2 separate regions of the Hordeum vulgare genome follow, and region 1 is linked to region 2. A link is a contact called in public Hi-C data. All regions are on one chromosome and are shown on one strand. The core of a region is the stretch at or near the end of the contact, and the rest is flanking DNA. Distances in the headings are between cores, read along the strand shown. Region 1 holds the start of LOC123443210. Region 2 holds the start of LOC123439658 (G-type lectin S-receptor-like serine/threonine-protein kinase At2g19130).

Region 1 (6,944 bases), core at 3,141-5,640, 590 kb after region 2:
ACTCGCCCGCGGCATCGTCAAATCTTGTTTTCAAAAGTGTGCGTAAAAGTTTCTCTCATTGGGGTGAGATTTGACGTGCGGTATTATTTTAATATAGGTAGGTCGCCTGTCAAATTTCGTCGCGATCGGAGTTCGTCTGGTACCCGAACGGTCGACGGTAGCGGCACCGTATTCGGTCTACCGTCGAACGTTTGTCGGTGTTTCAAATCACGTTGCCGCGCCGCCCGTTTTCCCTCTCTTCTCCGGTAAACCACTCTACACAGCCACTTGTCCATCCCGCGTTCGGAATTACTCGAATCCGACCGCGCGGTTGGATCCGGGTCGAAATTTCGCTAAACCTAGCCCTCCTTTCCTATTTAAACACACCCCCTTCCATTTTAGGTCTCCCCTAACCCTGCCTCGAAAAGCGTGCAATTCCCGAAACCCTAGCAGCCATCTCTCTCCTCCCAGATCTTATCCAGCCCAGGGCATCGATCTGGACCGTCGGATCTCTGATCCAATGGCGCCTCCCGCAGCTCCAGCCGAGCTCATCCCCGCCGCCAGCTCCATCTGGAACCCCCTGCCGCGCAGCCCCAAGCTCCCCGTGCCGTGCCTCCGGTCAACCTCGGCTGCCGGTGCGCCGCTGCCGCCCGCCGGAGTAGGCATGCCCCCGGTCGGGTCCAGCCCCGCGTGCAGGCAGCCGCTGGGCGCGCGCACCAGCCCCTGCCTCGCCTCCTGTGTGCGCCGCCCCGTGCCGGAGAACCGTCGCCAGCCGCCGCCGCCGGAATCGGGTGTCGCCGCCCCGGATCCATCCGCCGCCGCCGCTCCTCGACCTCCGGGGCAGCGCCTCGTCCTGCTTCCCAAGCTCGCCGTCGGCCGCCGCTAGGCCGTGTCCTCGGGCACGACGAGGAGGTCGACGCTCGTTGCGGCGCTACCAACCGCCTCGGCCCAATCGCCCGACCAGGCCTGCCCCTTTGCCTCGCGTGGGCCTCGGCCTCCGACCGACCCAGCTCCTCTAGCCGGCCCAAGTCTCGGTCTCCTCTCCCCAGGCCCGAAGGTGAGAGTGCCCTGGCCCCCCTTTGTTGCGCCCCCAACGTAGTTTTACTATTATGCGCTCGTTGCGAGTAGGCCCAACTGTTGTAGAATTCGGTCCAATAGGTTTTTATTTTAGAGTTTTTGAATTAGTTATTCCAGGATTTTTATAGATATTAAAACGACCGTAGTTTCTATTCCGTAAGTCGGATCGCGATGAGTTGTATATGGTTTTGGCGTAGAATTTCGCGTAGAATACGATTATCCAACTTGCATAATTGTTTGACATCGTTTAGCGTGTCGTATGCCTAGAAACACATGTTGTCCTATTATGTTTGCGTCCCGTATTATTTTTCGCGCGTGTCCGGATTGCTCGAATGCCTTAGGTAAAATGTTCATGTTTTAGGAACCACCTTTCTATGCATTTTAGAGTAGACGTTGATATTTTTGCGTGTAGGGATTTGCCGCTAGTGTATTGTTCGTGTTTAGGACATTATCTCGCATTTACGTGTGGCGATATTTTTGTGTTGCAACCCCACATGTTTTATATGTTTTAGTTTTAGCTTTTGAGCAAGTTAGTTCGTGCGATATTTTGCTATGTTGCCCTCTTCTCTATTTCGTAGGATTTAATCCGTGCTTCGTTTGAAGGAGGTGTCAACTAGAGAGTTGCCCTTTGATGTTTATTCTAGCCCCTCGTATTTTCGGTTGCAATAGAAATGCGTGTTTAGGTGTGGTTTGCTTGCTCTCAAGTTGCTAGAAATAGTGATGTTTTAGAGATGCTGAAATATTTCTAAGTCTGGAATCTGTTATATTTTGTTGTTGTCTTGTCTTGCTTCTATCTTGTGATCTGTAGCTTATTTGAGGTTGGTGCAATGGAGTTAGTTGTAGAACTTGTGATTCTCTAGCATGCTGTGAATTTTCATGCCATTTGGAGTCCTGTAGCTTATGATTTTGCTGCTGTCAATATGGCTTCAGATCGAAAACTGCACTTTCATGAAGTGTATTTTTCACTAAGTCTGAAACTGTGTGTGAGAAGCCATTTTATGACTTCTTTTCCTAGTGATCCATGATGTCATGCTAGTTGTTGTTAGTTGTTTGTTGTAGTGCTTCTTGCCCTCTTTCGTGTCATGTCTTGGTTGAGTATATTGGAGTTGAGTAGCTCGTAGTTATGGGGCGTAGAAGATGCTATGTGGCTGACTTTGGCAGATTGTAGTGAATTTTTGTTGTGCTCGTAGGTTTTGATCCGTAGGTCCTATTTGATCGTATCCTATATGAAACTTGCTTATAATCTCGTGTAGTTTCATTTTCTCTTGCTGGTTGTGTGTTTTGAAGTGCTCTTGACCGTCGTTACACACATATTGCATTCATGCCATCATATCTTGCGGTGCTTGTATCTTTTGAACCGTAGCTGCGTTGGAGATGTTCTTCATGTGTAGATTGTTTGAAATGACGCGTAGAATCACGTGAACTTATTTGCTTTGCTGTTTAACAAATAATTAAATGTGTTAGTTCAGATCTGGACAGAATTGTAAATTAACATGTGAGGTCGTCTCGGAGATGCTATATGTCATTTCCGACCTCATTTAAAATGCCTAGATAGGTAGTTTAATTACGCTTCACCTCTTGCCATGTTTAACCACATTTAATATTGTTGTGTATCTAATCGGGGTAGACCTAAATAATTAACGTGGAGTTTCGTCAATGTGCAACTCGTTGCATATTGAACTTCACTTAATGTGTAGTGTCTGTTTGTGTGAATTGTCATGCCGTGACTTGCATGTATTCAGCTGCTCATGCATCATTTGTGTTGTGCACCGTGTGGTGAATTCCATGTGTTGATTTGTGTTTCCGGTTTACTGTGGTTACTTCAGGATTTTGATGTTTCTGTCACTACAGCTACTCTGCTATTATCTGAGAGTACATGTACTATTAGCATTGCGCGCGACTCTTTGAAGCACGAGCTCACCAAGCATATTGGTGTTGATGTTATCTATGTGCGCATTGTTATGCAGGATCGGGTTATTGCTCTTCAGTATGTGCCTTCCGATTAAAGTTGGTGGATTTCCCGACGAAGGCCGAGACTAGAGCCCAACATCGCTTCTATCTTTTCAAACTTAGTGTTGTTAATCCATCATGAGTTAAAGGAGGGGTTGTTAGAGTACTATTTATATAGTCATGTAGCCTTTCATATTTACCTGCATTATATAAGTGGTTTCCTGCAATATTCTACACTTGTACATGTATGTATATATTGGCCTATGGCCTACTGGAAATACAAGTTACAGATTTCCTAACAATTTAGATTGAACCGACGAGCGGTGGGTGACCTGCAGCGGTTCGCAAGCAAGGTGAGATGCGGCGGCTGCTAGAAAGAGAAGAAACTCGAAAGAAATCGGATAAATCAGCAATGGCGACGATGGCGGCGGCATTTCACCTTGATTCCGACGACGACGATGGGGGTCGAATGGGCTGGCCGACGGGCAGGACGGAGACGGAGGGCAAGGGATGGAACGAGGTAGCGGCGGGGTAGGCGGGGGATCGGCGAGAGGCGCGTCGAGAAGATGCAGCAGCGGCACGAACGCGAAAGAGAGGCGCATCGTTGTACTTGGCCGCCAATTGGTGAAGTAAAAATAGAAAGACTTTTGGGACCGGAGTAAATACATACTCCACTAACGGCAGATTGGGGATCGACTAGGCATATGTTAGTGGAGGGATCGGTTAGAAATGCCCTTACCCGGGGCACTCGTTTATCCTCGCTCCGCTGCCGGCCTTCACCAATTTAAACGTTCCTCTCTTAAAAAAGATTGAATTGACCTTCATCAAGCCCCTTCAAAATAATTAATCGGTAGGCTTAGCATATATAATTTTTTTTAGAAATTTAATATAAACTATATACGAATGTATATAAATGTATTTTAAAGTGTAGATCCATTTCATATTTGAATTTTTTAAAAAACTTATATTTAAAAACGAAGGAAGTACTTTTTTGGAGTACTGATATTTTATGGAGCAACTGTTGCCGAACATCTTGATCGGTAATTTAAGTAGCTTATATACTACTACAATATGAAGAGGGGAATAGGTGAGGAGAAGAGTAGAAAAGGGAATTAGCTCACCTGCAATGTGGTTATTATGTGATGGCAGGTGGTGCATGTGCGCAGACAGATCTTAGCCCCAGTGCAGGTTGATTCCCACTCATTTTGTTTCTTACCTCAGCTGCTTCCTTCAGAGCTTGCAGTAGTTCTTTAGTATTAACAGCGCATACAGATGTTCCTTGTTCCTTTCAGCATGTGGGGCGCCTCTCTGTACCTGTGCCCTCTTCCTTCATCAGTATTATCAGCTTATTATCACACCAGATGGTAATTTACACTCGGATTGCCAGTGATTCCCATCATCATCATCATCCCCAATCACTGACCGATACCATATCCTCAGTCACTGGCTCATATCACAGGGCAGTCGTCGAGCACCTCCATGACTGGCTGATTGCTGAGGTTTTGTCCACAGCAGTTGTTGACATCCACCAAAGTATCAGCCAGCCCCTGCCCGTTTCTTTCAGCTAAACTCTTAACTGTTGTTCGCTCTCGCGCGTTAGAGATTTCACGAGACAGAGACAGCGAGAGAGAATCCAAGCGTGTAGCTAAGCCTCGCAGTCGCAGCCAATCCACGAGATCAGGGAAGGCAAAAAAAACTAGGCTAGTAGAAACGGTCTGGTCCTCATGTGCATCATCCCCTCTCCTCCGCCCCGGAACAAAAACCCCTGGCCTCGCGGCCACGATCACATGCCGTTGCCGCTTGCCGGTTTGTGCTTGCCTTAATTGGCCGCGCGCGGCCCCTCCATCCCCTCCCCCGCCTCCATACCTCAGCACTGCTCACTGCCAGTGCCAGTATATCCAGGGGGAGCGTTAATACAGTAGCTAGCTATAGGCAGCGCGCCGTTCCCCGAGCCAGCCACACATGCACACTGCGCTGGGCATTCACTCCGCTGCCCGCTGCCCGCTGCCCTCTCCCTCCTCACGCACGCATTCAGCACTGTGCATCTGCAACAGCTAGTAGCTGACTGACCCTGGGACTGGGAAGGATCCATCCATGGTGTGGAAGAGCTGGGGACGGCGGCTGCTGCTGAGCGCCGTGGTGCTCCTCTGCTCGGGCGCGGCGGTCGCTGCTGCTGCTGGCGACGTCTCCCTCAGCTTGACGAGCGCGCCGCCGCGCATCTCGACGTCGGCGTCGGCGGTGTTCGCCTTCCGCGCCGTGCAGAGCAGCGGATGGACCTGCGGGGACTGCGCCATCACCTGCAAGGTAAGGAAGCTCCATCTTTCGAATTTTCAACGCATTCCGTTTTTCAAATGTTGGTGCTCATTTGGTCAGGTTCAGTCCAAGTACATCCTTACTTCCGGACAATTCTAGTTTACAGTTAGAGTAGTACAGTAAGTAGTTAAGAACCAAGGCATGAAGTTGGCCTTGAATTAAACTGTACGAGATGCTTGAATGGTTCTACAGAGCGATTCATTACTACCGGTACAGTAATTATCAGGGGTCAAAAATAACAATAATTTAAAAGTTGTGTCTGACATTAGGGTGTCTTCTCGAATTTCGCTGCCACATGAAGGACTTTTATTTAAGAGATGACAACAAACAAAGAAGCATTGGCATCGGCAGAAAAACAGAACCAAATAGATTCCACATGTCCGCACAATATAGTTAAGCAAACAGTACTCAGTCGAACCTGAGTAGGAGCACCCCGGAAGAGCTGTGGTAAAACTGTTAATTTACACGCAGTTGGACGGCGAAAGACGATCGGACTGCGGGGGGAACGGAAATGGGACGGAGGTGGTGAGCTTTGCCGGGCTCAAGGACGGGAACCACACATTCGCAGCGTGCGCGACGCCGAGATCAGGATCAGGAAGCAGCGCCGGCCCAACCTGCGCCACCTACGCCTGGGATGTTGGTTAAGTAACGCTTCCATCAATCAAAATTCAAACCCAACCTCAACCTTAGCTGCAAAATCAGTCTCCACTGACCGTGCGACCACGACGAATGTGCACATGCAGACACCGTTCCTCCGACGGCGACGGTGGCGGCGGAGTCGGCGTTCACGAGCGCGCCCAACGTCTCGGTGCTCGTCTCCCTCAGCGAGCCGTGCCCGGGCGGCGGCGGCTTCACCTGCAACGCCACCTACTGCGACGTACGTGTGTGTGTGTGACAGACAATCGGCTTGGTATGGTACCACTCTCATCAAACGAACAAGAGTATCTCTGGTCTCATCGAACGAATCTGCACGGCAACTGCAGCTCATCGTGTACGGGCCCGGCCGCGTGGAGCCGTCCACCATGGAGGCCGTCGTGCCCGGCCTGCGCTACTCCGTCGCCGTGTCGCCGTCGCCGGACGTGGATTACGGCCGCATGATCCTGGTGATGCGCAGGGGGTTCTGCACCGACGTCGCCGGCCACCGCTTCCGGCGGAGCTCCAACTCGAGCTTCACTCTCCGCTTCGGTACGTACCCTCGTCCCAACTTTTGTTCATACTCCTACATTGCATGCAACGCACTGATCTGAACCCGAAACTTGATGATAGACAAAAGGAGTGATTCCATGAACATCACCGCCAGCATCCCGGAGAAGCTGCTGCAGATCCAGGGCGCCACGAGGGTGGTGGAGGCGACCAACGACGACAGGGAGCTGAGGATATACTTGTCCTTTGCCGAGCCGGTGATGAACTCGTCCGCCGAGATCCTCGCCGCTCTCGCCGTGACCGGCGCCGTGCTCACGCCGACCAACAGGAGCACGCTCGGCAACCGTCGGTTCGGTTTCGTCGTAAGCTTCGCTGTCCTTCTCTCCCTGTCCATCTTACTGCTAATGATTAGATTTAGCTAGGTGCTTGATTCGATTCATGCATACGCCTGAATGTTAACTAAGTTTGTGTGCAGGTGAACA
Region 2 (6,602 bases), core at 1,130-3,629:
GGTGCTCCTTCTCCCCGAGATGATCTCGAATAGCACAATGCCGAAGCTGTACACGTCGGCCTTCTTGGTGATGGGCAGCCCGGATAGCCACTCTGGTGCGAGGTATCCCATGGTTCCTCGCATGGTGGTCAGCGCGGAGTTGAATTCTCGTCCAAGCAGCTTCGCCATGCCGAAATCGGCAATCTTAGGGCAGAATTCCGCATCGAGCAGTATGTTCTCAGGTTTGATGTCGCAGTGTATGATGCAGTCCTTGCACTCTTCGTGTAGATAGGCCAGACCCTTGGCGATGCCTAGTGCAATTTGGTACCGAACATTCCAACTCAATGGGCCAGATTTCTCTGGAAAGAGATGAGTGTCCAAGGAGCCATTTGGCATGTACTCATAGACCAGCAACCTTCTGTCCCCCTTGACACAGAATCCCAATAGACGGACCAGCTTATTATGTTGGATCGCTCCAACTGTCTGCACCTCTGTTCTGAATTGCTTCTCTGCTTCCCCGAGGACTTTGAGATTCTTCACAGCGATGTCTGTTGATCCCGGCAGTGTTCCCCTGAAAACACTTCCGAATCCCCCCTGCCCGATTTTATCAGAGAAATTCATCGTCGCTTTCTTGATCTGTGCATAAGTGTAGGCCACAAGAGGGCCTTCTACTTCAAACTTCCTGGCGGCAAATGAATTCCTCCTGAATCTCCATAGCAGCACCGATATTATCAGTATCAAAGAAGCAAAGCATATCAATCCAGTGACCAGTAATGCAATTCCTCTTGTTTGTAAGCCATTCTTGTTCCTCAGCTTGGTGCCCAATCGGAGGTAGATCTTGCTGTACGGCGGCCTAGAAGCCAAGCTCAGATTATACAGTTTGTGGTACCAGAGCTTGCATCCATGGCCATACGAGTAGGCGATGCAGTAGCATTTGCTCCGGCAAGCCGCTCTGCAGACTTCATCGGTTCCGGCCATCTCTCCCTGGGCGTTGTAAGGAAGCCCTTGCAGCTTGTCCAATGGGGCGAAGGTGTCACCGTGCTCTGTCTGGCCGTCGGACTCGCAGCTCAGTGGGACAGACCTCGAGCAGCCGGTGACGAAGTACCCAAGCCCCCACTCAATCGGGAACGACGGCGTGAACCCGTCGACGCAGCCGCACTTCCCGCTGCTCGTGCAGGCGCCGAAGTCGCCGCAGAAGAACCCGCCGGATTTGCAATCGGGAGGGAAGGACCAGCGAGCGGCCCAACCGCCGGTGCCGTTTGCGTCGGGATCCGGCTCCGAGTACCGCATTAGGCTGACTTGCCCCAGATGGAACTGCAAGAACTCGGTACTGTTTGGGCCCTCCCTGTGACTCAGCCGCAGCGAGCTGCCATTGTCTTGAGAGGACACCATCCAGTCCGGGAAGGTACCGAGGTTGGCGTGCCCGTCGGTGGTCAGCACGAACCCGTTCCTGCGCGTCACGTCGACGCTGAGGCTGCCGTTGTGCGAGAAGCTCTTGAACGTCAGCGAGACGTTCTTCCCGGTGTCTTTGTCGAGCCCGAGCCTAGCTCCGGGGAGCAGCGCGTCGCCGGGGTAGTCGAAGCTCTGCCACAGGACCAGGGAGGAGTTCCTCTGGTCCCTCACCACCAGGTTGCCGTTGTCGAGGAGGACCGCCACGGCGGCGGACGACACATTGCCGCCCGGCGACGGCGTCCACCAGAGGCTGGCTCCATTCTGCTTGATGTAGAGACTGCCGCCGAAGATCTCCAGTGACGCGCCGGGCAGGTCGGTGATGACGACCCTGTTCCCGAGCCAGAAGGTAGGGCTGTGGCCCATGTTTCTGAGCCGGACACCCAAGAAGTAGTGGATGCCGGGGCCTGGGGAAAAGAAGCCCAGCTCGAAGCTGCCGGTCTTAGAGACCAGGGTCTCGTTACCGGAGATGCCCTCGCCGGGGAGGATGGTGTCCGTGGTGGCAGACGCGGCCAAGAGGGCGCCGTCAATGAGCAGGAGGAAGAGAAATACCAGCGGCGCCCGTTTGGCTGGGGAGAGGCCGGGGCTGAGCGAACGCGCTGCGCAGCCGCCACTGGTGTGCATAACCTTCAGAGGAACGAAGTGGGAACTTCCCCCAATCCTCCAGCCCGACCAGTGGCGACGGTGAACGCCCGTCGCCGCCGCCATTGGCGCGCCGCGGGCTCGTCTTGCTCTCAAGCTTTACTCCAGTTCAGCAAGCTTCAGAAATTCAGAGCTACTAGTTTGCAGTTCAGGTTGGCTCATTCGTTTGCGGTGAAAATATCACCTCCGTCCTGCACTCGGCCATGTCACGTTTAATCACTTCCCTTCACAGAATCACAGTTCAGCTTTTGTCTTTTTTGTTTGTGTGTGCGCCCGCTGTAGTGGACGGTGAAATTATGTGGAAATCGGCTTATCTTTCTTGTTATAACTAGATCTGGCCAAACGAGCCATATAAATCCGGCCGGCCCGACAGACATGCCTGGCACGACACGGGCCCGGTCCAACACGGCCTAATCGTATTTGGGCCCAGCACGAAGCACACTTCGGGTTGTGTTTGGATCTGAAAGGATGGACACGCGGCACGGCACAGTCTGTTTATTTTTTTTATACATTTTTAGATTTTTTAGTATATATATATACATAACATATGATTCAATAGGCTCAAAAATAAGCCCATGAGGTTAAAAATATGTGGCCCAGCGTGCTAATCGGGTCATCATGTCGGCCCATTTAATAACCGGGCCGTGCCTGGGCTTGAAGGCGCAGCCCACGGGCCGGCACGGCACGGCCCGACTAATAAACGTGCCTGGGCGGGTCGTGCCGTGCCAGGCCCGATTACAACGGGTCGTGTCGGGTCGTGTCGTGTCGGTCCGTTTGGCCAGGTATGGTTATAACTGACATGATATAGTTCTTGACAAGTTTGAATTGCAGCCGCATTGCGAAAGCCTTTGACAGTCTCGTGGTCTTTTCTGTTTAACGGATACGCCCCGGTCCGCCGATTGAAATTTTGGTCGGTCGCATCGTAGCCAACCGATTCACCTTGCGTGCATCGTTGGATTTGGTCCTTCCTTCCATGGCATTTTCTTTCCCACGCGGCTCAAGAGAAAAGATACGCACCCGCCATTGCGTAGCACCGTCCCACGACGCGGTCATTATGGGTGTGTTTGGTAGCCTGCACCAAGGGCGCATGAGGGCAACAGTTTCCTTCTCAACCCACTTTTGTCTGTTTGATAGGGTGGATGAGCACTACTCAACATGGTTCATGTGATGCAAAAAGGCCCCGTAGCATGGCTCCCGAGCGAACGGAAGATCACGTGTTCGTTGCTCAGCGTGGCTCCTGAGGCCCATCACATCTGTTCCCTCCTCGACCCACCACGCCCGAATGACCTCTCCACCCCCTCGAAAAACTGACCTAATCCAGCCTCTCGTCCCTCTCCCTGCTCCCGCGACGCACCGCCACACCTGTTCCAGCGACGCGTTCCCGCCCTGCTCGCCCTCTCGTTGTCCGCCTCGCCTTTTCCCGCGATGCGCCTCCATCCTGCTCGCCCCCGGCCGCCGCCTCTCCTGCTCTGCCCCGGTCGCGCAGCCTCCCCTGCTCTCCCCCGGTCGCGCCGCCTCCCCTGCTCTCCCCTGCTCTTATCATCGGTAGTACCGCTCCTAGGAGTGGTAGTACTGCTCTGTCTCGTGTAGAGGGGGTGGGTAACGGGCAGATTTTTTCCCCCACTATACAAAGGGTTTCTTCTTCCCTGAGAACCCTACCTTTTGCCCCCAAAGCTCCATTGTTGCTCCAAGCTCCATTTTAGCCCGATCTCTCTCCCTATCCAACAAAACTTGTTGATATTCTAGGGTTTGGTTGAGAGGGCCTTGATCTACACTTCCACCAAGAGAAATTTGATTCCCCCACCTAATCCCTCACGGATCTTGTTACTCTTGGGTGTTTGAGCACCATAGACGGTTGAGGTCACCTCGAAGCCATATTCCATTGTGGCGAAGCTTCGTGGTCTTGTTGGGAGCCTCCAATTAAGTTGTGGAGATTTTCCTAACCTTGTTTGTAAAGGTTTGACCGCCGTCTTCAAGGCACCACTTAGTGGAATCATGGTACCTCGCATTGTGTGAGTGCGTGAGGAGAATATGGTGGCCTTAGTGCCATCTTGGGGAGCATTGTGCCTCCACACCGCTCTAACGGAGACGTACTTCCCCTCAAAGGGAAGGAACTTCGGAAACACATCCTCGTATTCATCGGTTCCACTTGTGGTTATTTCTTACCTTTACTTGTATTTACTTCTTTCTTCTTATTGTTGTTGTTAGCATCCTATAGGTTGCTCCCTTAGTTGCATATCTAGACAAGCTATTTATTGCTAAACCTAATTTGTTAAAAGAAAAATTTAAAATTTGTTAGTTGCCTATACAACCCCCTCTAGTCAACCATATAGACCATGTCACTTGACCATGTTCTTCATCACCTTCTGACCCCGCTCATGCCTGATGGATAGTTCCTATAAAAGGTTCGCTCCAAACGAGCTGGCCTCTTCTTCGGGATGCCCAGTTAGGAGAGCTACCAAGAGACGTGGTATGTTTGTTAGTTCGATATAATATGTATACGGAACTACAAGCTTAGAATACATCTTACCGAACATGCCACCTTTCAATCTCTAGTTCTCTTCGCGGGCGTGTGCCAGTTGAGTTTTTAAACTCTCAATTTCTCCAGCGTGTCATTGGTTTTTCGCATGGAGTATTTCTTTTCATGAAGATTCTGGAATAATACCCGATGGCCGGCCTCCTATTGTGATTCGGCATATGTTTGTGATTCTCTCGCCACATCCAGATCTTTTTGTAGCTCGCCTATAGACTCGGCTGCTATAAAGCAAACTTTCATTAGAAAAGGATGCCTTGCGCAATTATGTATTATTCAAACTTATTACCCACCATGTGCTTCCCTGGTGAATTTCTTCACTTCCCCCAGTTCGGCCTTTGCAGCCTCCAGCTGTGTTTGGTTTATCTCAAGGTCCCCGAGCAATTTCTTATTTTGATCCCTCGAGGCCTACAAAATGTCACAACAAGTTTATTTAGACCCTTAACTCAGTTTTCCTGACCAAGTTAAGGCTTGGGGGCTACAATGTTATGCTTTATGTTGGGTTGTGAAAATCAATCACTTACGTGCAAACGGTTGACATAAGGTTAGTAACTCCTACAAGTCCTGCTCGGGCAGCTATGAGATATGCATCTACAAAATTAAGAGCATTAAACTTATGTCCAGATAATTTATAGTGACGCAGGAACTCCTTTCGTCGTCGGTGATTCATCACGCTTTCGACTTCAGAATTGGTGACTGAGTCTTCCTCGGAATCCTCTGGAAGCTCGTCTGCACTCGGAACCTCCGCATTACCTCTAGCTTTTGTTGAGTTTCTTTGTTTGTGGGCACCACCTTGTACCCTTTCGATGTCTTCGGACGAAAGTGGCTGAGTCCGGTTCCTACAGAGCCCGGCAAAAATTACGAATGCCCACAAGCGGCTGTAACGATATCTAAATTATGAGTTCATTTTATTACCTCTTGGAGGGGGCGCAGTCGAGGTAGTCCCTGTGGCACTTCTCTTGCCGGTGTTTGGCGCGTGGTGCGACAATAGTTGGGAGTAGAAGCCAGCGTATCCAAAACAACTGGAGACGAGTGATGACCCACAAGTACAGGGGACCAACCGTAGTCCTTTCAATAAGTAAGAGTGTCGAACCCAACAAGGAGCAGAAGGAAATGACAAGCGTTTTTTAGCAAGGGATTTTGTGCATGTGTTGTAAATGACAATGATAGATAGTTTTGTAGGAAGATAATGAATAACAAGTTACAAGTAACGATAGTAGAAGATGTGAAACAAGGTAGCCCAATCATTTTTGTAGAAAAGTACATCCCTCAAAGTACTGTTATATTAAGCAAGCACTCCCGAGGACGCATGGGAATTCCTATCTAGTCACATTCAACATATTGAGTTGAATCTCGTTCGCTACTTTGATAATTTGATATGTGGGTGGACCGGTGCTAAGGTGATGTTCTTACTTAAGGAAACAACCAACTTATGATGTTCTTACTTAAGGAACTCCAAGCATCGCTTCGTCGTTCCACCCCCGATCCATTCGGGGACTAATGATGGGGTTATAGTCCTAGGGTAGGGTCATAGGCCTGCCCTATAGGTCCTACCCAAGGACTACCCTTCATAAGAGACAAGGCCCTTAGTCAGTTCCGACTGAATTAAGGACTTCCCATCATCCAGTCGGTGACGATTCCTCCATCATCCAGTCGGAGATGAGCATTTGGAGCGTATCAAACTTACCGACTCGATTCCACTCTGTACATCGTAACCCCCCTGGAGGGCAACGGTCATACGTTTCCGTGTACCTTTATTAGAATTTAAGGCATACGTTACCTGTAACGTAGGCATTTATTCGCCACTACTCCACCCGAGGGCACCGAACCGTTGTGAAGGGCAGCGCACTCTATATAAGCCGCCCTTCCCCACTGGTGCAGGGGTTGGCAATTCACTGTAATCCATATTCCACTCGACATCAAGCTCCCAAGAGCACTGAGACGTAGGGCTTTTACCTCCACCGTAGAGGGGCCTGAACTCATACAACCTCGCCGTAGC

The links. Hi-C and Micro-C count contacts between places; a contact is called where the count stands out from the background.
Region 1: a contact with region 2 is called in a Hi-C map of seedling, with 4 times the contacts expected there. The contact joins the promoter of LOC123443210 here to the promoter of LOC123439658 in region 2. A contact is called at or near these places in 3 of 6 Hi-C or Micro-C datasets (leaf and seedling) and 1 of 1 datasets of contacts at active chromatin or transcription factors (embryo).

What each region holds. Positions count from the first base shown.
Region 1 is chr3H:123,124,642-123,131,585 of MorexV3_pseudomolecules_assembly, forward strand. It overlaps LOC123443210, which reads left to right and starts at 4,391. Exons shown (of 13, transcript XM_045119511.1): 1 at 4,391-5,310; 2 at 5,791-5,964; 3 at 6,063-6,196; 4 at 6,303-6,504; 5 at 6,586-6,824; 6 at 6,938-6,944. The coding sequence starts at 5,277.
Region 2 is chr3H:122,531,987-122,538,588 of MorexV3_pseudomolecules_assembly, forward strand. LOC123439658 (G-type lectin S-receptor-like serine/threonine-protein kinase At2g19130) reads right to left here and starts at 2,380. Exons shown (of 2, transcript XM_045116350.1): 1 at 1-2,380. The coding sequence starts at 2,136.